Regions from separate parts of the Mus musculus genome. Here region 2 is linked to region 1. Evidence: chromatin contacts called from public HiChIP or PLAC-seq data. All regions are on one chromosome and are shown on one strand. Each heading gives the region's core, a stretch centred on a gene start, on an enhancer-like site or on the middle of the called end of the contact. The rest is flanking DNA. Distances are from core to core; before and after follow the strand shown.

Region 1 (6,761 bases), core at 2,633-5,132:
GCGAGGGTGGGCTGGTCTCTCCCCTGTTTGCTCGCCTGCAGCATTGGTCTGCAGCTTCTGAGCACTTAGATTTATGTTGCTTCTATGTTGCTTCTATACCCTCCTTTTCCCACCAAAGAAAATCCCTCATCCTAGGTGTCTGGGGATGAAGGGGGAGGGGTAGCTTAAAAAAAACAAAACCAAATCAGGACACACATAGTTTGAGACTAGGTGTTTGGTGAAGCTTGTGGAAAGGGAAGCAATAGACATGGGTACTGAGAAGAAGAAGAAGAAAAAAAAGCAGGAATGAAGGATACCATACATTGTGTGGAGTACTGGTCTTTCTCTTTCAGGGATACTTAATAGTCCACTGTGGGAATCCTGGCCTGTACCACTGCTACCTGTGGAAAACCCTTCATGTTACCTTCTATTAAGTCTCGCCTGAGTTAATTTCCCCTCCTGTATGGATATAGATAACAGTCTTGAAGCCAATATAGAATTACCAACACAGCCAACTGATGCACACTTTCTTATTTTGAGGGGTCTTTATTTTAAAATTATAAAAATTATATTTGACTTTCCCATTGTTGTTACATTTGTTAATTTAAGCATGTGCATGCAGAGAGAATGACAGGGTGGCCACATCTGTTCTGTTTGTTCTTTGAGACAGAGTCTTCCTATGTAGCCCAGGCTGGCCTAGAACTCACTGTGTAGCCCAGGCTGATCTCTAATCCTGCCTACTCAGCCTCCTGGGGGCTGGGATCACAGGTGTGCACCATCACACCAGACCTTTTGGGTCGATCTGATAAACCTATTTCTTTGCTAAGTTATCACTTTAGGCCTGTTTGGCCAGTTTCCCTGTTCAGGTTTTAAAGACCCCAGGAGATGAAGGCGACATTTCAAAAGCTGAAATCACTCCATGAATTACTTTGGGACAATGACCCTGGGCAGTAATTCAAACCCTGGCTGAACTGTGCGGCCCTTTCACCTGTTCCAGACAAAGACCGCCTCATCTGACGGTCCCAGACCCTCGACTTACGGCTTAAGGCATCATACTCTCGGGACAAGACTGGCTGATAAAAAGAATCTTCCTTATGACTCAAAAGGAAAGCTCATTGTTATAACAAGTGAGAGCTAACGGGTGGCTTTATTTAAAAAAAATTTTTTTTTGATCTGAAAGCCTACATAGACATTTACATGTTCAGACTCATGATACCTAATTTCGCTTAAAAACCAAAACAAACCAGAAACCACTCACTGACTGGGAACATAAGTAGCTCAATGGAAGACACTGGCCTCGCATTCACAGGGCCCTGAGTCCCAGCTAAACAAGCACACAATAAAACATTTTTCAGGAGGTAAAGAGCATCAGGTGTTCACGGGCAGCTTCATCACACAGTGAGTTCGAAGCCAGTCTGGACTACATAAGAACGTGTCTCAAGACAACAACAAAATCATCCATTGCTTCTTGCTTAGTCATCATTGATTTTCGCTGTGCACACCTGAAGGCTTATCAAAGAAAAGAAAATGCTCAGCTGGGCTCTGCTGGAGCCCAGGGTCATTGGTGCATTTCTTTATAAATGTTGAAGAAGCCTCGTTCCCTTCACCAGAGCACAGTTATCTACTTCACTCTTTGTGTTTGCCTGAGTGTTGGGAGATGGGAAAAATAATACTGATCTAGAAATCTGGACTATTCTGCACCGAGCCAGAGCAGACACATCAGCTCTGCTTCCACGAGCATCACACAGAGGACCCCACCCTGCTAGGTGTGCTAATCCAGGCTGCCTGGTAGACGTGGGGAGGCTATTGTCTCCACGGATAGCAGGATAGTGTTTGCTGTCCACACTGCTGCCTTCCCCGTAGGTATGGGGAGCATAGCAGAATCCAGAACTAAGTTGAGAGGATACTGGCTGGATTGTTTACAGTTTCAAGAATGGGATCTAGCCAGACATAAGAGCCTTCTGAGAACTGACTTAGCCCTAAACCCAGTTTAGCTCAATCCAGAGGTAGCCCTGGAAGTGCTGACCGAATGTGACCTGCCAGCGCAAGGGTCACACACTATTTGACAGGAGTGACATGTTCCATATGACATTTCCACCGAGCTGACAGTGTATGCAACCGAGTCCGGTCCATTCTATTCCCCAGGGAGGGGTTGTGTGTGAGACACTCTGACCTCAATTTAAAGACAGGACAAATGACACAGCTCCCCTGTGGGCCCTGCATAAATAGTATACATCACACACCATGACAGCTGCCTTGCCTAGAAACCCAATTTAGTCATTTGGCTAGGAGAAAGCTTAATCAGGAGAGGGAAAAAAAATAGAAAGCCATCCCTCCCAGAAATGTTTTCTCCTGCCTGTGTACCTCATTATTGCAGAGACTGTTTAGTCTACTTCTCAAAAGAAGAAAATATGCCCCGGGAAAATGCACACTGTAAAGTCAAAAGACAAGAAAACAAAACAAAATCTCCAAACAAGCACTTGCATTTGCTAATCTGATTTAGGACCTTCAAGAGAGGGCTAGGTGTCCGGCAAAAAGCTGAATTTTAACTCAATCTTTCCAAACCAGTTAAGCCCCCAAATGAAAATGAGTAGGGAGTGGGGCCTTTGAGAGGGCACTCTCTTCCTCTCCTGACATGGCAGCCTTAGCAGAAAAGAAGATTAAGAAGGGGAAACCACATCCCAAAGAGGTTTATGGTTGAAAATGGGGGGAGGGAGCACTGGTCTCCAAACCTGTCAGCTAGGCTGATTTAATAGATGATCTGGCACAGTAATGATGCCATGTGCATAGGGCATCTCTGATAGCCTGTTCCACCCTCCCACTGCTCCATAGGCTGCTGAGGAACTAAATACCAACTGGAGTTGTATGCCCAAATCCTCACCCTATACTGTGCTCCTAGGGAACCTGCCCTATGACATGACAGAAGACCCCATTAAAGTATTCTTAGAAGATGAGACATCAGTGCTGTATGCTTGCCAAGTGACCCCAACAATCCAGACAGGTTGGAAGGTTTGGCTATGGAGAGTTAGAGGGTCCGAGTGCTCCCATCAGTGCCCCGAGGATCAGCAAGGACCCTCTAGGTAATGAGTTTTGAGTGGAAGTCACTGATGGAGTACTGGGTAAAGTCAGGATGATTGTTCTTTTGGGCAAGATAGAAATCGAGACTTTCACAAAACAGATACAGACAGGAGGGCCTGTCCTGATGCAGACAGCTTTGAGGACTACCCTCCTCAAAGACTTGATGTTGGCTTTGGAGAAAAGTGTCGAGATCGTTACAGTTCTGAGCATTATCAGGATGGCTTTCGGATGGGTATGCTGAGATATGGATCGGTATGGATGGCTTTCGGGTGGGTGTGCTGAGATATGGATCGGTAAGGATGGCTTTAGGATGGGTGTGCTGAGATAGGGATCAGTATGGGTGCCAGAATAGCTATGACCATATGACAGCAGGCACTATGAGTGTACGACTCCAGGACAGGCAGAAGAGCACTTGGTAGTGGGTATCGTAGGGATGATGACCACAGATGGTGAGGACTACTATGAAGACAGTTATGACAGATGGGGTGACTGGTCATGGAACACCAGAAGTGATTGCTCACAGCGTGACTATAGGTGTAATAACGGAATCCCCTCTCCCACAAAAATATCCAAACTGAAGGCAAAGCCTCAGAGTACTCCTAAGTAAGATGACTGCTCTGCTTGCACCTCCCAGTCCAGTCGAGCGGCTTCTTTCTATCTTTGGAGGAGCAAAGCCTGTTGACACAGCTGCTGGAGAAACAGAAGTAGAAGAGTGGTGAAGAGGGAGCAGGAGACGTTGCAGCATCAGCTGGACGAGCCAGAACTAGATGGCTGATCCCAGCAGAGACACCGAGGTTGGCCGGGTGAACTCAGGAAAGAACCGTTGAAGACAGGAAGTGAGTCATCACAGATTGGGGCCTCAGCCGCGTGGGGCAGATCACGAAGAAGAGTGAGTGAGAGAGATGTCTCTAGAAAATGAAGCACTTCATAAAGAAGACTGTCCCTCTCCAACCTCTAAACCTCGGAAACCCGATCAGCCTCTAAGAGTAATGCCAGCCCCTCCACCAAAGGAGAATGTGTGTGTGTGTGTGTGTGTGTGTGTGTGTGTGTGTGTGTGTGTGTGTGTGTGTGTGATAAGCAATGCTCTGCCCCTCCTGTGGAATCTCAGAGCTCAGACACAGGGCAGCAGTCCCTACAAGTAGCCCTGGTGCAGCCCTGAGGAAGGAGAAGAAAGGAAGGAAACAAAATAGATGGAGTGAGTGTCCCTAAAAGAACATCTCCTGCTGTGGTCCTGGAGATGGAAGGAATAAATACCACAGAAGGAGTTAGATAGGAAAGACAGCAAAAAGGAGCAAGACTCCAGATCTGCACCCAAGCCAGGCAATCCAAGGAGAACTCAAGCAAGCAAGCACACCACTGTCTCCGTGGATGGTGAAGATGAGAAGGTGGGAGACAGCCATATTAAGTAGACCCCTACATCCTGTGTCCTCTCCTAGTCTCTCTATTCTTGAACATTCTAAAGCAAATCAAACTACTCTTGTGTGTCCTGATTTTGTCCCTTCTAAACACTGTCCTTTCTAAACCTCTGAATATATCCACCTTCTTTCAAAGCCTTGTCACTTTGGCTATCTCATCTTCTCGATGATACTGTTAGCCTCCCAAAGTAGTCTGTAAGTCACACACCTGTCTTCAAAGGCATTTAATTTTGGCCACCACAGCTGTGACCTTTGGAATCTCTGCTTTTTTCAAGCAAACCAGCTCTCCCGTACTCCCCACCCCCACCCTGTCTGTGGTCTGTGGGTTTCTGCTGTTGTCACCCCTTGGAGAACAGAGTAAAATTCAAATGATGGACTTGGGTGGTGCATAGGGGTGCATAAATGAGGAGAGGTGAGTTGGAAGCCTTCTGCCTTTTTGGGGTGTTTTAAGATTTCCGTAAGTTTTCTTCCCTGGAACCCCACACCGCTGGTGCATGGGTTTATAATGTGACTTACACTGTGTGGCTTTCTGCTTAGGAGGGCTGGTTTCTTAACTTCCCTTGAGAATAAAGAATTATGCAAAGAACAGGGTCCTAAATTCTCCTGCAGTTCAGGACCCTGACCTGTCTGCTTTGATATGCACCTTTGTAGGGGTCAGCTCCAGAGACAGGGACTCGGCAAGTTCCCCTGTTGCAGGAAGTCAGGGTATCTGCAGATAAATGATACCTTGGTCTTAGGGTGCAAGCCTTGGTATAGTGTGCTGCAGGCGTGGGCACAGCAAAGTGCTTATCCAGTGGACTTGACTGGATAGTAGCTAGGATGTAGGCTTTTAGAGCAATACCCACAGTTGAATGAGTTTTTTACAAACCATCGGTTGTAGACACTTTCCCTTGTCAAAGAAAGCTGCTGGATCCCCATCTCCTACTTTGCTCTCTATGCCCTGCATCTGAATAATACATGTAAAATCTGTGCAAAAAATATTTTTCTATGAAAATGATTTGTAATCTGTAGTCATTATTTGGGAGATGTCTTGAGATGTAAATTCCATCATTGGTTGAGGGTTTTTTTTTCTTTCTCCCAAATAACTCCAACTTTAAGGTTGAAAAAAAAAGATAAAAGAAACAAAGAAAAGAAAAAAAAGAGACAGGAAGGAGGAGAGGGAGAGAGGGAGAGGGGAGGGGGAGGGAAGACACATAGGGGAGGGGGAGTTGTAGAGGGCACATTCAGTTGACTTTCTTTTCCTCTCCATAGTTCTGCCCCAGCCTCTCTGGGATGCAATTCAGATGTCCACCATGGCTGGCTCGCTGATTTGCAGCACGCTTCCTGCTGTTTCTCCCGTGTGGTATAATCTGTCAGGATTCCAGCTTTTTGGGGGGCACACTAGATTTTCTTACTTGCCTCAGGGAGCAAAGAGAGGTCACTTCCAAGATTCTTCTTAATTGTACCACCCCTGTCCCCCTTTCAAGCCATCTCAGCAGCCTGGTCACTCCCCAAGTGAGAATCAGTTTTCTTACTCAATGCAAATCATGTCCACGGTTTTTCAGTATCTGTTTATCCCCGATGTTGCAAAAGTACGGGGCCAGGAAGCAAAGCATAGTTGCCTTTCCCTTTCTTGATGCAGCACCTTGTGCTGCTCAGCCATCTCTCTGCTGCTTTGTTTCTAAGCTCACACAGCATCCTGGTGGTAGGGTACCACATTACCCAGTAACAGGTATCCAGGGTATTCACCTTAAGCCATCCAAAAATCTAGGGTTTTGGAGTTTGAGAAGAAAGGGTGGTGCCAGGCCTGTGATTTCTGAGGGCCCTCCATTCTCACATGTAGGCCTGGGGCTCCCAGGTTCTGTTCCAACTCAGAGTGGGGACCTGCAGTGGCTACAGGTGGGAATGGGCACTCCTGTCCTTGCTTTAGAACCTAAGCAACTGCTCAGAGAGGGCCTCAGGTCTGAAACTTGTTGGATACAGAAAAGAGACCATATCCCATATCTGGGAGGTGTAGGAATTGCTGAGAGTCTGAGGTTAGCCTGGACTACAAAGTGTGTGTGAGGTTAGACTGGCATACAGTGTAAGACTATGCTTCAAGAAAATCAACCAACTCAAAAGAACTCTGTGAGACGAGGTCTGGTTTCTGCTACAGTGTACATGGGCTGATCACAACCACTGACTGACAAGAGTAGGGCCTGAGAACTTCCATGGAGACCCGGTGAACGTGTCCTCTGTGTCTGCCTTCTGAGTCTCATGGCCTTTGTCACCTTCCAGGAGATCTGGGGTCCTCTTCCTCACCACTCTCTG
Region 2 (6,761 bases), core at 1,652-4,151, 330 kb after region 1:
CGGCTGCAGGATTAAACAAACCAACAGAGCCTCCTCCTTCAGTCTTTCAGGACTCAGCTGAACAATTGCCATTGCAAACACATGTCTGTGACTGGATATATTTACTCAAAAGGCTAAATTACAAACATTTTGTCACTTTGGCATGAAAGCATAGCTAAGCTTTCTGCCAAAAGGAAAACCCTGTGTGGCCTGAGAGCGTCATCTGCAGTTCTCTCACTGGGGAGGTGAAGAAAATCCTTGGGGTGTGAGCATGGAGCCCATTTTCCCCATTGAAAAGGATAGCTTCTGAGTTAAGCTGAAGACTAGAAAGGCACCCCCCCAAAGAGCTATATTTCCCATCATAACTAACGCCATCCTAACCATGATGGGACCCTCGAGTAATCATCTAGTCTAGATCTGCACTCGTCAGGTAGGACGAGGACCATCACTGCAGTGGAGGAGACACAGTACTTGAGTTTGAACGTGTGTGGTACTGAAAAATACATCGCCCATTGCCAGAACAACGCAGTTCCTAAACCCCTGGGAAACGTGAAGCTAACAGTCTTCCATGTGTTATCACAATGAATGTAGAGGGGAGGGGGTTCCTCACAGGAAAGACTTAAGATGGGATCAGAAAGTAAGAACTGTTAGCTCTATCTCAACCCCAGTCTGGAGAGCAAAAAGCTGAGGATGGGTTGATCTCAGGAGCCCATGACTTCATTGACCCCACTCATGTGACAAAGTGATCACAAAAGCCACAAGAGAAGGATTCAAGAGTTTTGCAATTTCCATCCAAAATGTCCCCTCAAAGGCGAGGCATTGACAGCTTCGTCCAAGCTTATAGTGCTAAAAAGTGGTGAAGGAACCTTTAGGAGGTGGCAAAGAGGGGAAGGAAGTTAGGTTCCTGTGTAAAAGCCCGTTACTGAAGGGAGTATTTGGGCACGGCCTCTTTCTCCCTCCCCCTCCCCCTCACTGCTTCTCAGCTACTATGGAGTCAGCTGCTTCCTCTCTCTCAGGTTCTAGTGTGTAATTCATTCCGCCTTGTCACAGCCTCTAAAGTGACCATGGGCTGAGATCTTAAGATAACATGAGCATAGACAACCTGTTGGTCCTTTTAGGTTGTTTCTCTTGGGTATTTGTCACCGTGAAGGGAGGCTGTCTACCACAGAGAGATGGTGGACAGGTGGACTGGGTGCTCTAGTGGGGAGGTGTGTGTGCCTGAAGCAGCATGGACTTTCACACCTCTGCTTTGTACTTCACCCTCTGAATCATCTCAGTTGCTTGAGGACTGGAGTAACTGTCCTAGCCAATTACCAAACAAGAGGAGGAGCTGTGGGTCTCGGGAACTCACTGATTTACATATGGCTGTTCAGTCAGAATTAGAGGTCACCATCCAAGGGCTTGTGGCCGGCATCTGAGAAGGTTGAGGACAGATATATGAGCCCTGAAGAGGTGGGATCTGACTCTAAATCCAGATTGTATCTATTGTCTATCGGAGTTAAATTATACGTGTGTCTTCTACCTGAGAAATGCTTGGTTAGTGGGAAGAAGGGACCCCAACATCTGGTGTACAAAGTATTTTGAGTGTGTAAGGAGAAAAAAAAAAGAGTTTTTTCTTGTGTCTCAAAATATATAAAGCTGAAAGAAGGGCTCATGGGGACTGCAGTTTTAAGTATTTTGGCAAAACCTTGTCTGGATGTCCCTTGGATCGCTGGAAGTCAAATGAACCGCAGATGTCCTTCCTACGTGTCCTTTCCAGCATCTGGATGAGGAAGTGGGGGCCTCCAAACCACAGATGAGCTGTGACCCTTTGCTCTAGAACAAAGTCAACCCCAAAGACAAAGTGCTGCTGTCTAAAGAAAGGCTTCCAAGATTGCGATCTACAAGCCCCTCCTCAAAGCATCAGGACCAAAGACATAAACTTACCTGACAGAAACCCAAGTCTAAAAAAAAAATGCTCCATCCCTCATGATAGCTGCTGCCAGCTGCATGGAGTTATTACATTTCGATTAAAATTAAAATTTCAATTAAAAGTAAAACTTCATTTCTGCAGTGGCACTAGGCTATGTGTGCAAAGGCTGCTGTTTGGTCAACACAAGCAAGCACAGTCATCACACACAAGAGTCCCACAGGATGGCACCACTGTCCCCTCTGAAGACCAGCTCTCCTGAACACACAAACAGGTCTGGGTTTTGTCATTTAGCAATTACCCGGGAGAAATGATTAATTACTGGTCCTGAGACTGGAAAAGCAAATCACACTTAAGACAGATACAGTCCTAGAAAACGTGGGGTCGACAACCCAAGACGCAGACACTGCACTAAGCTAGGAGGACTGTCGTGCCTTTCCTTCACTCAAGAAGCCTGTGGCCATGGGCAGAGCCAACGACTTCTGAACCAGAATTAATCCCCGGGAAATACCCTAAGTCAGTCCCAGAAGCAGTCACTGCTCCCCTAAATTAAAATGAAAGATGAGAACTGGAATTTGAAGGTTTGGGACAGGTGTTTGTCTGTTTGGTTTTTTTTTCCAATAGATATTGTGGTGGCCTTTGGTACATACAGAAAATTGGGGAGAGAATGGAATTTCAGTTATTGGCCAATCAGCAATCATTGCTCACATCTTCTTCCAATGCTCCGATTATTGTCGCTAGCATGCACAGCAAGAAGTACTTTGGGCAGGTATCAACAACTTGTTCATCCCAAACCGTCCTATGCAGCCACTCCCTCAAAGGAGGCTCCGAAGGTCTTTGCATTCACTGGAGTGCAGTGTGTGTCAGCTAGCTGAGCTTAGCAAACCACAGCTCTGTCACTTGAAACTGTTTGCCTCTGGCCAAGTTTCGTCAATGAAGGAGAGGCAGTGATGCATGTGAAATGAGGATTAAAGCTGGGGCCCGCTGGCAGGAAAACCGACACTGTGACATTAGTGTCACAACACATAAGTGTTGCCTCATGAAAGAGGGAAAGACTTTAGTCCCAGCTAATTAGTCCTCTCTGGAGATCCATCCTGCCACCACTCTTGGACACATTGCAATGCCTGGAGTGGACTTTCCCTCAGTGGATCCTGTGAGTTATACACTGCCTAGCACCTTATCTTCCACTAATTGGAAGCAAAACTAGAAATACTCATAGCCATAAGACTAAATCCCTGAGCAGTGAAGCTTTGGAGTTTCTGTGACCAGATGGCCTCAATTCACGTAAAAATAAAACATTAGACAGACAATTTCAAGCCTAGTTGTCTCCTGTTCAGGGGGAGGCAAAAAAAAAATGTCTTTAACTGCCTGGAGATGGGGATAGCTCTGCTGGGAACATGGCAATCGCTCACTTTGAAAGCAGCTGCCAGCACAGTTTCACACTTTGAGCAAGGTGTGCTTTGTATTGGTTACATGGTCACTGGCCTTATACAGTTAATCTATGTGGCCGTGCAAGTTATAAGACTGCCAGTGCTGGGTAGTGACTGTCAACTGAGTGATTTAGTATGGGCAGGGAAGCTAATTGGACCACAACTGCTCTGTAAACATGTCCTGGTCTAGCCCTCAACTTCTTGAGACAAGCCATCAGGAGAGGGCTCTACAGGAGGGAGAAAAAGCCCACAAGGCCTTTGTATTAAGCTGCCAGGGTCAGGAAGATGGGGAAGAAGCCAGTCATCTTGGAAGTCCACCATCTTTGTTACTTAGTCATGGCCCCTTTCTCTATCTGTCTGCCTACCGGGGAATCTGACTCCTAGTCTCGGGTCACCCTAACTTTGTTAGAGGTTCCAGTGTACAAACCACTCTAACTACTGCACAAGGGTAGAATTGGCAGTGGTTCAGTGTCTCAGAAAAGGGTCAATCTAAGGGGTCATGAGCAAACTTATCAAACTTCACAGATGCCAAAGGTCCAGAATGTAAGAGAGCCCCTTGATGACAGCATGCTGCCCTGGGGCACGCGATGTGAGCGAGACAGCAGCTATCACAGAAAAAGGGAGACTACTGGTACTACCGTAATCCCTACACGGAGCATACGTAGTCAGGAAACTATTTGGGGCATATTGACCTTGTAAGAGGAAGGAGACTGGCAAGAAAACCATCCAAAGGACCCTTGGCCCCTCCATCAGGAGCATTAGCAAGATTGATGGTTGACTTAAGAGCCCGAGATGCTTTCCACCGGCGGTGTAAGTTCACAAGTCGGCCATCAGGTCTCGGCAATTACAATCCCATGGGGAACATTAAAAGGCTTGGTTAATGAGGAAAATTCTTTGACATTATGATTACCATAGGTCCTGCTTAGTGTTCTTACAGCTGGCTGTGCCAGAGCCCCGGAGAATTAAATTAGGGAGAATAGTCGTCTCCATATCTTAATTGACATGTTTTGTTTGACAGAACAAAGTGTAACTGGGCAATCAGCTGTTCGCTACATCAGTCTTCTGCATAAGGAATGAACACCTAGCAACTTTGCCAGAGAACTACCCTACTGGCAGTGTCTGCCCAGCAACAGATGTAAGCCTATGTACTGGATACAAAGTCCAGTGCAGGGGTGGACACTCTGGGCAAAACTGAATGAAATCCACATTTTATTTGTTGAGGTCCCAACCAGACATCAATATCTAAAAGAAAACAAACTTCCATTGGGTCCTTGTTAGAGGATTGTCTAACAGTCCCAGGGACACCACTCAGGTATCCTGAATAATAGTTTAATTTTTAGATTAAACACTTATACTTATCCATGATAAGAATTATTATATTATTTTCCTTTATACTGTAAATGTTGTAGTTCAACAGTGCTAACAAACCTGGTTACAGAAACCCACAGCCACAGGGTGACTTGACACCAGCCATGCCTATGGGCAGGTTCTCAGTGCCCAGGATGGGCTGCAGAGCTGCTCCTGGTTCAGGTCCTCAAAGACAGCATGGGCTAAAGACAGTGACAAACAAGTCACAGTATAAACTCAACAAAAGAGTCACGAAGACAGTGTCTAACTGACCTATGGTTGCACTGTCCATAAGAGAGGGTCTATCTTCTTACTAAACAAAGGCTCAGGATGTTTGCAGTAAAATGCCTATTAACACCGTGGAGAAGGGACAGAGTTATAGGCAGGTCATGCCCAACAGTAACAGACATGCTGAAGGAAGGACCTGCACTATCATTAGAAGATGACCTTATTTGGAGACAGGGTCTGTATAGAAGTCATCAGGCACAGCCTTGCCCAATGCTGAGGAAGAGGAGAAATCCGCACAGAGCTCTGCTCAGAGAAAAGGTGCTAAGAAGATGCTGGGGCAAGACAGTCATCTACAAACCAAAGAGAACAGAGGTCACCAGAGTCTGGGACACTCTTACAACAGCTCTTCCTTCACAGCCTCAGAGGGAGCCAGTTACCCACACCCTGATAGTAGATGCATCTACTATCTTTCTCCCTTTTAATCTCCCCAGTGTAGGGTCATCTGTCTTTGCAGGCCCAGCACACAGGCAGTGCTGCAGGAGACAGAAGAGAGGAGCTGGGAGAAGATGTGAGCACAGGCAGGGAGTGACACACCTGTACATGCTGGCCGAAGCACAAGGGCTCAGATCTTGGAGAGACAGCTCAAGACTCAAATTCAGTAGAATGACTTAAACCAAAGAGCCAGAGCAAAAGCCACGTGACATCATCATAAGGGAAATAAATGTTTCCTAGACCAAGGGTCTCAACCTGCAGAACCTAACGTTAAGGGAAAAACTTGGATCGGAAAAAAAAAGGGTGAGGGACTAAAGGAAAGAGTGGCAAGACTGGGAGAGGCAGATTAGCACATGTGTCTAAGTCTGCAAGAGTGAAGCTGGCCTGGGAGTGTCTGCTAGGCATGTAAGAGTGTGTCACGCACACGGCTGTGTACCTGATGACATTAAAAATCTAGGTCACAAAATAAAGCAACCTTCTGATAGATAAGTCTCATCGTGTCCTCGATCCCTGCCCCCAAGCAGGACTTAACTGTTAATCCTCTTGCACCTGGCTCAGGATGTTTCTGTATGCTGTCAGGTCTGAATCCAACAGGGCAGAGGGTACAATACCAGGGCTCTCCATGGACCACAACATTCAGCTAGAGTGAGCATGCTGTGAAATCACAGGCTTCCTCATTTTCTATGATTTGGATCTTAAAATGTCCCCCAAAGGGCCCTGTGTCAAAGGCAGGCGTGGCAACAACTAGAAGGTGGTGGCACTTTCAGGTTGTGAGGACTGGATGGTGATGTCAGGACTCGATCCCTTCCTGTCCCTCTTGGCTTGCTGGCTGTCATGATGTGAACAGCTCTGCCTGACCCTGCACAGTTGCCACAATGGAGCAGTTAACTGACTCACCACATGCCCCAAGCAAGCAGCTCAGAAGACCCTGGGCTGAAGCTGTGAGCCAAAATAAATGTCCTTCCCCATAAGTGGCTTACCTGAGTTTTTTTTCCCATGGTGACAGAATGCTGACTATATACTTTCTTAATCAGTGGCAACACACCTTCCTGTGTTGGCTCAGGTTTCCATAATGAAGTATGCTGACCATGCAGCACAAGCAACCAACATTTGCTTCTTATCCTGGAGGGGCTGGGTCAAAGCTAAGGAGCTAAGGAGCTAGGCAGTTCTGTGCCGAGCACTGACTTCTTGGCTTTCGGATAGAGGATTCTTGTGCCTCTGTGATGGGTTTGCAAGGAGATGTGACAGTCAGTCTGGATTGACAATTTAACTGAACTGTCTGAGCGATCAGGGAAGTACAGATCTGGGTGGTTTTGTGTTGGCCTTTCTAGAGATGGCTAGCTGGCAGCGAGTGATTGAATCCTCTGATCGATTCA

The links. HiChIP or PLAC-seq counts read pairs in DNA pulled down with a chosen protein or histone mark.
Region 2: a contact with region 1 is called in an H3K27ac HiChIP or PLAC-seq map of the HPC-7 cell line, with 8 times the contacts expected there. The contact joins two enhancer-like sites. A contact is called at or near these places in 1 of 484 Hi-C or Micro-C datasets (nephron progenitors), 3 of 115 datasets of contacts at active chromatin or transcription factors (the HPC-7 cell line, T-cell acute lymphoblastic leukemia and embryonic basal ganglia) and 1 of 9 other capture datasets (embryonic stem cells).

Annotation. Positions count from the first base shown.
Region 1 is chr14:59,639,934-59,646,694 of GRCm38.p6, forward strand. It overlaps the pseudogene Gm19716. Among named protein-coding and RNA genes, the nearest start is that of Shisa2, 18 kb to the left of the region's middle. Within about 2 kb of position 3,883, at least 49 of the 459 cell types and tissues checked have an H3K27ac peak or open chromatin away from gene starts, as enhancers often do. A contact at or near this core is called in the HPC-7 cell line, where this site is marked.
Region 2 is chr14:59,967,095-59,973,855 of GRCm38.p6, forward strand. The region is part of intron 23 of Atp8a2 (ATPase, aminophospholipid transporter-like, class I, type 8A, member 2); the gene reads right to left. Among named protein-coding and RNA genes, the nearest start is that of Atp8a2, 120 kb to the right of the region's middle. Within about 2 kb of position 2,902, at least 46 of the 459 cell types and tissues checked have an H3K27ac peak or open chromatin away from gene starts, as enhancers often do. A contact at or near this core is called in the HPC-7 cell line, where this site is marked.